2 separate regions of the Mus musculus genome follow, and region 2 is linked to region 1. Evidence: chromatin contacts called from public capture Hi-C data. All regions are on one chromosome and are shown on one strand. The core of a region is the stretch at or near the end of the contact, and the rest is flanking DNA. Distances in the headings are between cores, read along the strand shown. Region 1 holds the start of Pth1r (parathyroid hormone 1 receptor). Region 2 holds the start of Prss50 (protease, serine 50).

Region 1 (3,979 bases), core at 521-3,020:
AGAAGTCACTGAGGGAAGTTCAGCAAATAGCTCTCTCCCCCGTGTCCGGAGCACCTCCTGAACAGTCTCTGGCTTTGATTGTCCTTTGCTGGACTAGAATCGAGGCTATGGGCACAGGAGGAGGACATCAAACTGCTAGGGTGTCAGGCAAATGTTTCTCTCGTGCTCTCTGTTCACAGATGGGCAACTGAGGTGTGCAGAAAGAGAGTCGAAGGTCACACAGCTGTAGGCTGAGCTGGGGGAGCCCCACAGCTCCTGTGTCCTCGAATGTGAGACACATGCACATATATGTGTACACACACAGAAGTCACTGAGGAAAGTTCAGCAAATAGCTCTCTCCCCCGTGTCCGGAGCACCTCCGGACTGTCCTATGAAGGAAGCTACTTGCTCTGTCTCTCTAGACCTTGGTCAGGGGTGGAGTACGGGGTGGGGGGCAACAAGACCTCAAAGTCAGGCACAAAAACTGATTCAAGAATAGGTTAGGCACTTGGGATGGGACCACTAAGGGAATGAGAGGACAGAAAATCTCCCCTCTCTGAGAAATGGCTAACAGACCCTAGCCCAAGATGAGGTCGAGTTCCAGCTTTCTAGTTGTCTTCTGTTCTGAGTCTCTTTCCGCTGGGGTCCAGAGCTCTCATCCTAACCCCTTTCTTTGTCTGTCTGGCCCTCTCCACTAGTCTGTTTCTTGGTATTCACCCTCAGACCACGCACAGTACCCCCCAAAGATCAGCACACTCATGTCCCACAGCACATATCTTCTGCAAGGTGTGCTATGAGATCAGTGTCTTTTGGAAGACCTCTGTACCACACCCACCTCCCTGGGCAAACCGATTTCCACTTTGGGTAAAGCGGTCCCATTCATGCATACATCTGTGCATCTGTAGGATCCAGAGAACTGAGGAGGGCTCTAAATCCTACCCTCAAGTCTAAGTGATTTCTGACTTCTTGCACACAGCTTTGAGCACCGGGTGCAAACAAAACTTGCAAAAACGGAGCTCCCCCCGCCCCCAGCGCAGTGTGTGATACTCCACACCCAGAACCCGCTGAATCGCACAGTTACCACTGAAAAAGATACATACGACCAGAGCCATATGCTCACAGAAGCATGGTGTAGGGGAACTCCAACCACAGGTTTCCAGACCCAGGACCCCAAGCCAAGTCTTCAGAAGTGGGGAAACTTCAGGCATCTGGAACCTACGGTAAGACACCCCAAACAGAGCAGACACCAGGGTTCCTGGTTCATGGCTGGGGGGGTGGGGGCTCGGAGGTCCCATCCCAAAGTTCAGACTATAAGGAGAGCCCAAGAATTTGTGCCTACACTCGTCCCAGGAACCCCAAAGCAATTCCAGGAGTCCTGTGTTGGAGTGTGGACGGAGAGAGACTTACCAGCGCATATGCGGAGCTGAGCACTGGGCAGCAGAGAAGGAGCGCCAGGCTGGGTGCGATCCGGGCGGTCCCCATCGCCACCGCCTAGGGCCGCGTCCCTCGGGGCAGCCGCCGCCGGCCCTGGTGATGGTTGGAGGGTGCAGAGCTGCGTCAGGCCGGGCCGCCCCGCCCACGCCCCGGCCTAGGGGACCCCGGCGTCCGGGCGGCCGGAGGCCCCGGAGCCCGACGCGGGGCCCATTCGCCGAGGGCGAGCGAGAGAACGAACCGGCGCAATGGAGAGAGGGAGGGCGGAGGGAGGGAGGCAGCCTGAGGCCGGGCGGGCGGCGGGCGGGCGCCGAGCGCTGCTGAGCGGCCTGTCTGCCTCGGAGCGGAGAAATCACATCCATATGGCTGGGCCCCCCGCCCCCGGCCCGCCCCCCGCTCCCCTCCCGCGCCGCCTTTTCTTTCTTTCTTTCTCTCTGTCTTTTTTCTCCCCCCTCTTTGGGGGAACTGGGAGCCGTGGCTTCGCTCCACGCCCAGTGGGGGAGGGGCGGGGGAGGGGTCGGGGTCGCGGTCTGCGGGGGGCGACCAGGCTGTTATTTTTAGCTCCGCGGCAGTGGGCAACAGGGGAGTCGGGGCGGGGCAGGGGGCGCGTTTTGAGTTGCGCGGGGCGTGCAACTAGGGGATGCCATCCTGACTTTTGCAACCACACTGAGCCCTTCGGCGTTTCTGCCGCCAGCTCCCGGCTCTCCCGCGGCATCGTGGCCGGCTCCCCGTCTCAGTCTGGACCCCCGTGACCTTGTTGCTCACCCCCTGCACCCCATTTCCCATCTTCCGAACCCGCGCTGCGTGCGCCCGAGCGGCACGGGCGTTTCTGCTGCCCCGACGCTGAGGCTGCCTGTCTGCTTGTCAGTCGGTCCTTTGCTACCGTCCACCCACCACCCACCCTCCCCGCGCTCCCCGGCTTTGGCCTCTGCTATTCCAACGGCCCCAAGCTCGGTTTCGGTCACTCCCTCGCTCCCCCCTCCCCTCCTCTACGAAAACATTTGCAAGTTTCCAAAAAAGCCACCGAACTGAGCGGCAGCGGGGCTGGCGACTCCACAGGGCTCCGAGGAGGCGCCGCAGACTGACACGGAGACGGGGCAGCCGGGCCCGCCCTGGCCGGGCCCCGAGTCCCCTCCTGCCCGACTCCGGCCTCCCGCGCCCCGCGCGCCCGACCCCCCACCCCCATCCCCCAAGCCCCGACTTACTCCGAGCTCGCCGCCGCGGCCCCCGCCTTGCCATGAATGTCGGGGCCCCCCCGACAGCCTCCCCAAGCCAGCGCCCCGTCCGCAGCCCCGGGGGGACTTCATGGAGCTCTCGGGATCCCCCCCTGGCCTGCCTGGCCTCCAGAGCCCCCCGCCCGGCCGCTGCTCCGAGACGCCGCCCGCCTTGCGCGTCCCTCGCCTCGGCGTCTGCTGCTCCCCTCCCCCCACGGCCCGGAGCCTCTTCCCCCCCCCCTCCGCGCCCTCCCCGGGCCTCCTCCGCCCCTGCCCCCGCCACTGCCTCTCAGGCGGGTGTGTGCAGGACAGAGCCGAGCCCGCTGTCCCCCATCCCGGGACATCTCTCCAGAGACCCTGCCCCGGGTCTTTCAGCAGAAGGATAAGTGTTGCGGGGACGCAGTCTAGGGAGCTCTGACATCGGGACCTGAGAACCGTGGCTGGGACGTTGTCTCGCTTTTGCTTTATTCTTTCCTTTGGGAAAGCACAGACCACCCACCCACTACCCCGATCTTCCGGCCCTTGCTGATGAGCGGGCGGCCACACGAGAGGAGCCACTGGGGAAGCCTCCTGGTATTTCTCGCGCCGTGGGCCGCGGCGCTGCCCGTGTACCCATGGGGTTCCTGGTCTGGCTATGTGGGGACCCTGGGGAAGCTGCTCCGCCTCCAGCTAGAACCAGGCTATGCAGCCAACGCCCTCGAGTCCTGCCCCGCCCTAGACTGGTCCTTCATCCCCTGTCCCACTCCTAGTCCTGGGGTCTAGCGGATCGGAGACTCTGGTGGTGCTCCTTGGTCTGGACCTTCGTTGGACTCCCGGTTTAGAGGGGTTCCTTTTCCATTCCAGGTATTTTAAGATGTCTCAACCTATTCAGCTGCTTTCTAGGCATCCCTGGTTCTTCGATCTAGCCCCAATTCGGGCAATTCGAGACTACAAGACTCGGGTTCAGCTAGGACACCTATTCTTGTTCTTCACCTCCCTCCATCATGTTATCCTCCAAATGCTGGTGGCTGTCTTGAGACTCTTGACTTGGGGAAAGTGAGAGAGATGGGAGCTCGTGATGGGAATGGAGTTTATGGACTCCACGCTGGACACCAGAGTTCTAGACTTTGGACTTCCAAGCCTACCATCTCCCTGAGCATCAGGTATCAGAGAAAGTCGAGAATGCTTAAACAGAGAGCTAACGGAAGGCCTGTTGAAGGAAGCCATTTTAAGCGTGGTGACCTGAAAATACCACCAGGTTAAATGGCATCCTTGCTTGGTCACTTACCAATTGTGTGTCCTGCCCACTAGGACTCTCCCGGTATCCTGGTCTCAGTCTTCTCATCTGTAAAATAGGGGAGATGTCCACTTGACTC
Region 2 (3,818 bases), core at 1,281-3,780, 120 kb after region 1:
TATATTATATTATATTATATTATATATGTGCATACTCTTTTCTGGTTCATAAAAAAGAAGGAAAAAAGTTTCAAATGATATAGGCTCCCTGTACCCCCTTTTTCTTATGCTGCAGATAGAACTCAGAATCGCATGCACCCTAGGTGAATGCCTATCACTGGGCAGCAAGAAGCCCATAAAAAGAATTTTCTCTAATAGTAAGGGACCTACTGTTACCTTTTGATGTATGACACTGTCAGGTTATTCTTCTGGATATGCCTGCCTGTGCAAACAAGCAGAGGAGATGGGCAGAGCTTCTAAGATCTCCCTCTCTAAGCAAGGCTGTGGGAAGAGCAACAATTGTACTTTGGAGACCCTCCAGGGCTTCAGGATGGCTCAGTGGTCAGAGAACTAGCTGACCGATGAAGAGGCCGGTGTGGTCCCAAGCCCTGACCTTAGTACAGAATTTCTGTGTCACAGAATAGGTATATTCTCAGGTCTCATCCTTGAGGACAACAAAGACCTAATCTAGCAAATATTGCTGCTACTTGACGCCTCCTGTCCCCACCCCACCCCCACTGCAGGACACCTCCGGAAGCTCTCTGGTTTGCCAGATGAACAAGACCTGGGTCCAGATGGGCGTGGTGAGCTGGAACTTTGACTGTGGCCGTCGCCAATTCCCAAGCGTCTACACCAGCACCTCCCACTTCACCCAGTGGATCAAGAGACAGATTGGCGACCTGAAGTTTACCAGCATGGCTGTCCCCTCCTTCCTGAGCCCATTCATCCTCACTGGCTACATTCTGCTGGTATCCTTGGGCTCCCTGTGGCTCTTGTGAGCTGTGTTTCTATAACAGCCACTCCCAGAGGCTACTTTTCCCTCCTCTCTGCTCCGCCCTCAGAAGACGTGGACACCGGAGGCTGAACAGGACTTCAGGACAGAGGGACTTGGGGAAGGGTCCTTGACCCACTGTGGGTTTTGTTCCCCAGTTGTTCAATGAAGATGCTCTTGAACCTTTTTGAGCCATCTGAAGTTACCATGTTCTTGACTTTGACCAAAACCCTTTAGAGCACCTCCCTCATAAAACTTGACTGTTTCTCAAGCTGTGCCTTCTCTGATATTCTTACTCCACGTCTGTCAGAGGTGCGTTGTGCGATCCTGGAGGTTGTTCCCTTGTTTCCCTTAGAATTTCCTCTTTTTTTTTTTTTTTTTAAAAATTACATTTATGTGCGTGCATGGGGGCAAGAGTGGCAGATTTCCCCTAGAGCTGGAGTAGCAAGTGGTTATGGGCCATCAGGTGTGGCTCCTGGGAATCAAACTCAGGTCTTCTGAAAGAGCAGCACACACTTTTAACCACTGGTACAGCTATCCAGCCTGTAGCTTTCACTCTTGCTGACTGGGACTTGAAGTCCCTGCTCTGTGAACCTAGCAGTTCAGTGGCTCCCATATTCCCAAGGCCCCCTCCCTGTGTCTTCCTGTAAGAACTAACTTCCTTCTAGGAGACTTCCTAAGGTCAGATGAGAGACTTGACTCTACCATCTGTGTTCTGCTGCCTTCATGTCTCTGCCAACCCCTAACTTTCCCCTGAGGGGGGGGGGGGTTCCTGATCCCAGCCAGTTCCTCCTCTGTTGCTGGCAGGGGTGAGTGATGTAGGTCCCTGCTTGGAGATTGTGAAGTGACTGTATCCGGGCCTCCTGGTGTGCTTCAGTGACTCCATCAGTGACCTCGGGTCTGCTGGCTAAGAGCGACAGTTCCCCTTCCTCCACCAGGAAGCAGAAATGTGGCAGCAGTGATTGCTTTTGTTCTCCCAGATAGGAACATGAAATCGTCTGCTCAGGTGTCTCTCCCAAGAACCAAGACCTTGATAAGAACAGACTTTGTCTCTTAAGCTAAAAATATACAATTCCTTGCACCAAGGCTCCCAGGAGTTGAGTACATTACTTTTTAAATGTTATTAACTATGTTGCTGAGTCATTAACATGTTCCTCAAAAGCCCAAACATAGTGAACTCCTATTCTCACCGTTGACCGATGGACACTGCACTTCTCCCTTATGGCTCCCACTGCGAGTAAGTGGCTCTAGAGAGCACATTGCTTCAAATATTTCAGCCTTTAAAAATTGTCATTGAAGCCAAGCTTGGCGACTCATACCTATTTCCCAGCACTTGGGAGGCCAAGGTAGAATTGCTGTGAGTTCGAGACCAGCCTAACGAACACATTACTTTGCTTCATCAGTGCCCTGAGACAACGGCCTGCGCTGTTAGCATTCAAGGAGGAAGGCATGGATGCCGGCAGAGGAGGGTAGGGGTATCGACACGTCGGGGATGGCCTTCCTCTCGCTGCTGCGGCTGCTGGTGGAGAAAGCACGGAAGCTTAGAAATTAGCTGAGGCGAGGCATAGGGACCCAGAGAAAGGGCCCAGGAGTCTGAGGAAAGACACAAGGCAGACACTCCTTGCGCGCCTTTAGCGGGAGCGCCCCAGCGAATGGCATCTAGGGGGCGCCACGCAGGCTGGGCACCAGCGCACCATGAGGCGCCCGATGGAGGGCGCCATTGTGGAGGAACCTAGCGGCGCAATGGAGCCCTGGTGCGGGGCAGAGGTCCGTGGGCAGGGCCCTCAGGGTCCCCGTGTGCCTGGGGCTTCCCGCTCCCGCTCCCGCGCCCTTCTCCTGCTGTTGCTGCTGCTGCTGCTGCTCCTGCCTCGGCGGCCGGCAGGTGAGCGCATCCGCCCCCGACGCCCTCCCCGGCACGCCCACCCGCGGCCACCTCTGACTCGCTGGAGACCTTCCACAGGCTACTTGGCCGCAGGAGCATCCCCGGGGACGCTGTCCACCACCGTCCCGACCGGACCCGGGGTCTCCTGTGGCTCCAGAGGCATCTGTCCCTCAGGCAGGCTTCGCCTTCCTCGGCAAGCCCAGACTAACCAGACCACGACGGCTCCACCGAACTCACAGACCATGGCTCCACTGAAAACGGTGGGGACTCTCGGCATGATGGACACTACTGGGTCCGTTCTTAAGACGGTTCATTCCAGCAACCTCCCCTGTGAGTACTGGGCAGGGGAGGTCAGGGAATTCTGACGGATTTTTTGATCTCTAGGGTCAAAGGGTCGAGGTATCAAGGACCCAAAGGAAGAGTAGATAGAAGGAAAAGCAGAAGGGAACGTCCCTGTACAAGTGTTTATTGAGCATGTGGGGTGGGCCAGGCCTTGGGCCTGCCTTCAGGGTCCTTTGCTTATGGGCCTTCCATCCTGGTGATGGGGGCAGGCTGAGGAAAGTCAAAGCTCGTGCTGGAAATGCTGAGTTTGGGGGTGCTGTCGGGGTACTCAGAGCTGGCTGCTGGCCAGATGCCTCTCTGGCCACTGCAGGTCCTCCTTTGATCTAGCTTGCCCCTGTCTCAGGTTTCCATCCGGGAACCCACAGTGTAACTCCAAGAGGCCTGTGTGAGACTTCTTGTGGGGTCTGCAGAGCACACCTGGTGTTTTAATTTTCTTGCTGTTTGGTGTGATAGAGCCACTTGGGGGTGGGGACTTTATTTTCCTTAAGTTTCCAGGTCACAGTCCATCACTGAGGAAAGCCAGGGTGAGAACCTGGAGCAGAAACTATGGAGGAGGGCTGCTTGCTGTCACACTCACTCACGGGACCGTGCTTAGCTTGATTTCTCATATAGCCCAGGCCCACCTGCCTAGGGATAGTGCCACTCCACAGAGGGCTGTGCCATCCAGCATAATTAATAATCAAGACAACCCTCACCCCGCCCCCAACGAATTACCCATAGGCCAATCTCATTTAGACAATTTATCAGTGTAGGCTTTTCTTTCCCATGTGTCAAGCTGGCAAT

The links. Capture Hi-C pulls out chosen DNA fragments and counts their contacts.
Region 2: a contact with region 1 is called in a capture Hi-C map of macrophages, with 4 times the contacts expected there. The contact joins the promoter of Prss50 here to the promoter of Pth1r in region 1. A contact is called at or near these places in 20 of 39 promoter capture datasets (the 3T3-L1 cell line, the C10 cell line, the HPC-7 cell line and 10 more), 9 of 484 Hi-C or Micro-C datasets (the AML12 cell line, the G1E-ER4 cell line, Th1 cells and 3 more), 5 of 115 datasets of contacts at active chromatin or transcription factors (bone marrow-derived macrophages, embryonic stem cells, fetal liver and 2 more) and 6 of 9 other capture datasets (adipose tissue, bone marrow-derived macrophages, embryonic stem cells and 3 more).

Annotation. Positions count from the first base shown.
Region 1 is chr9:110,740,840-110,744,818 of GRCm38.p6, forward strand. Pth1r (parathyroid hormone 1 receptor) reads right to left here and starts at 1,771. Exons shown (of 14, transcript NM_001083936.1): 1 at 1,387-1,771. The coding sequence starts at 1,461. Gm35775 (a long non-coding RNA gene) reads right to left here and starts at 963. Exons shown (of 2, transcript XR_379891.3): 1 at 1-963.
Region 2 is chr9:110,855,437-110,859,254 of GRCm38.p6, forward strand. It overlaps Prss50 (protease, serine 50), which reads left to right and starts at 2,531. Exons shown (of 5, transcript NM_146227.4): 1 at 2,531-3,023. The coding sequence starts at 2,555. It overlaps Prss46 (protease, serine 46), which reads left to right. Exons shown (of 5, transcript NM_183103.2): 5 at 564-1,086. The coding sequence ends at 818.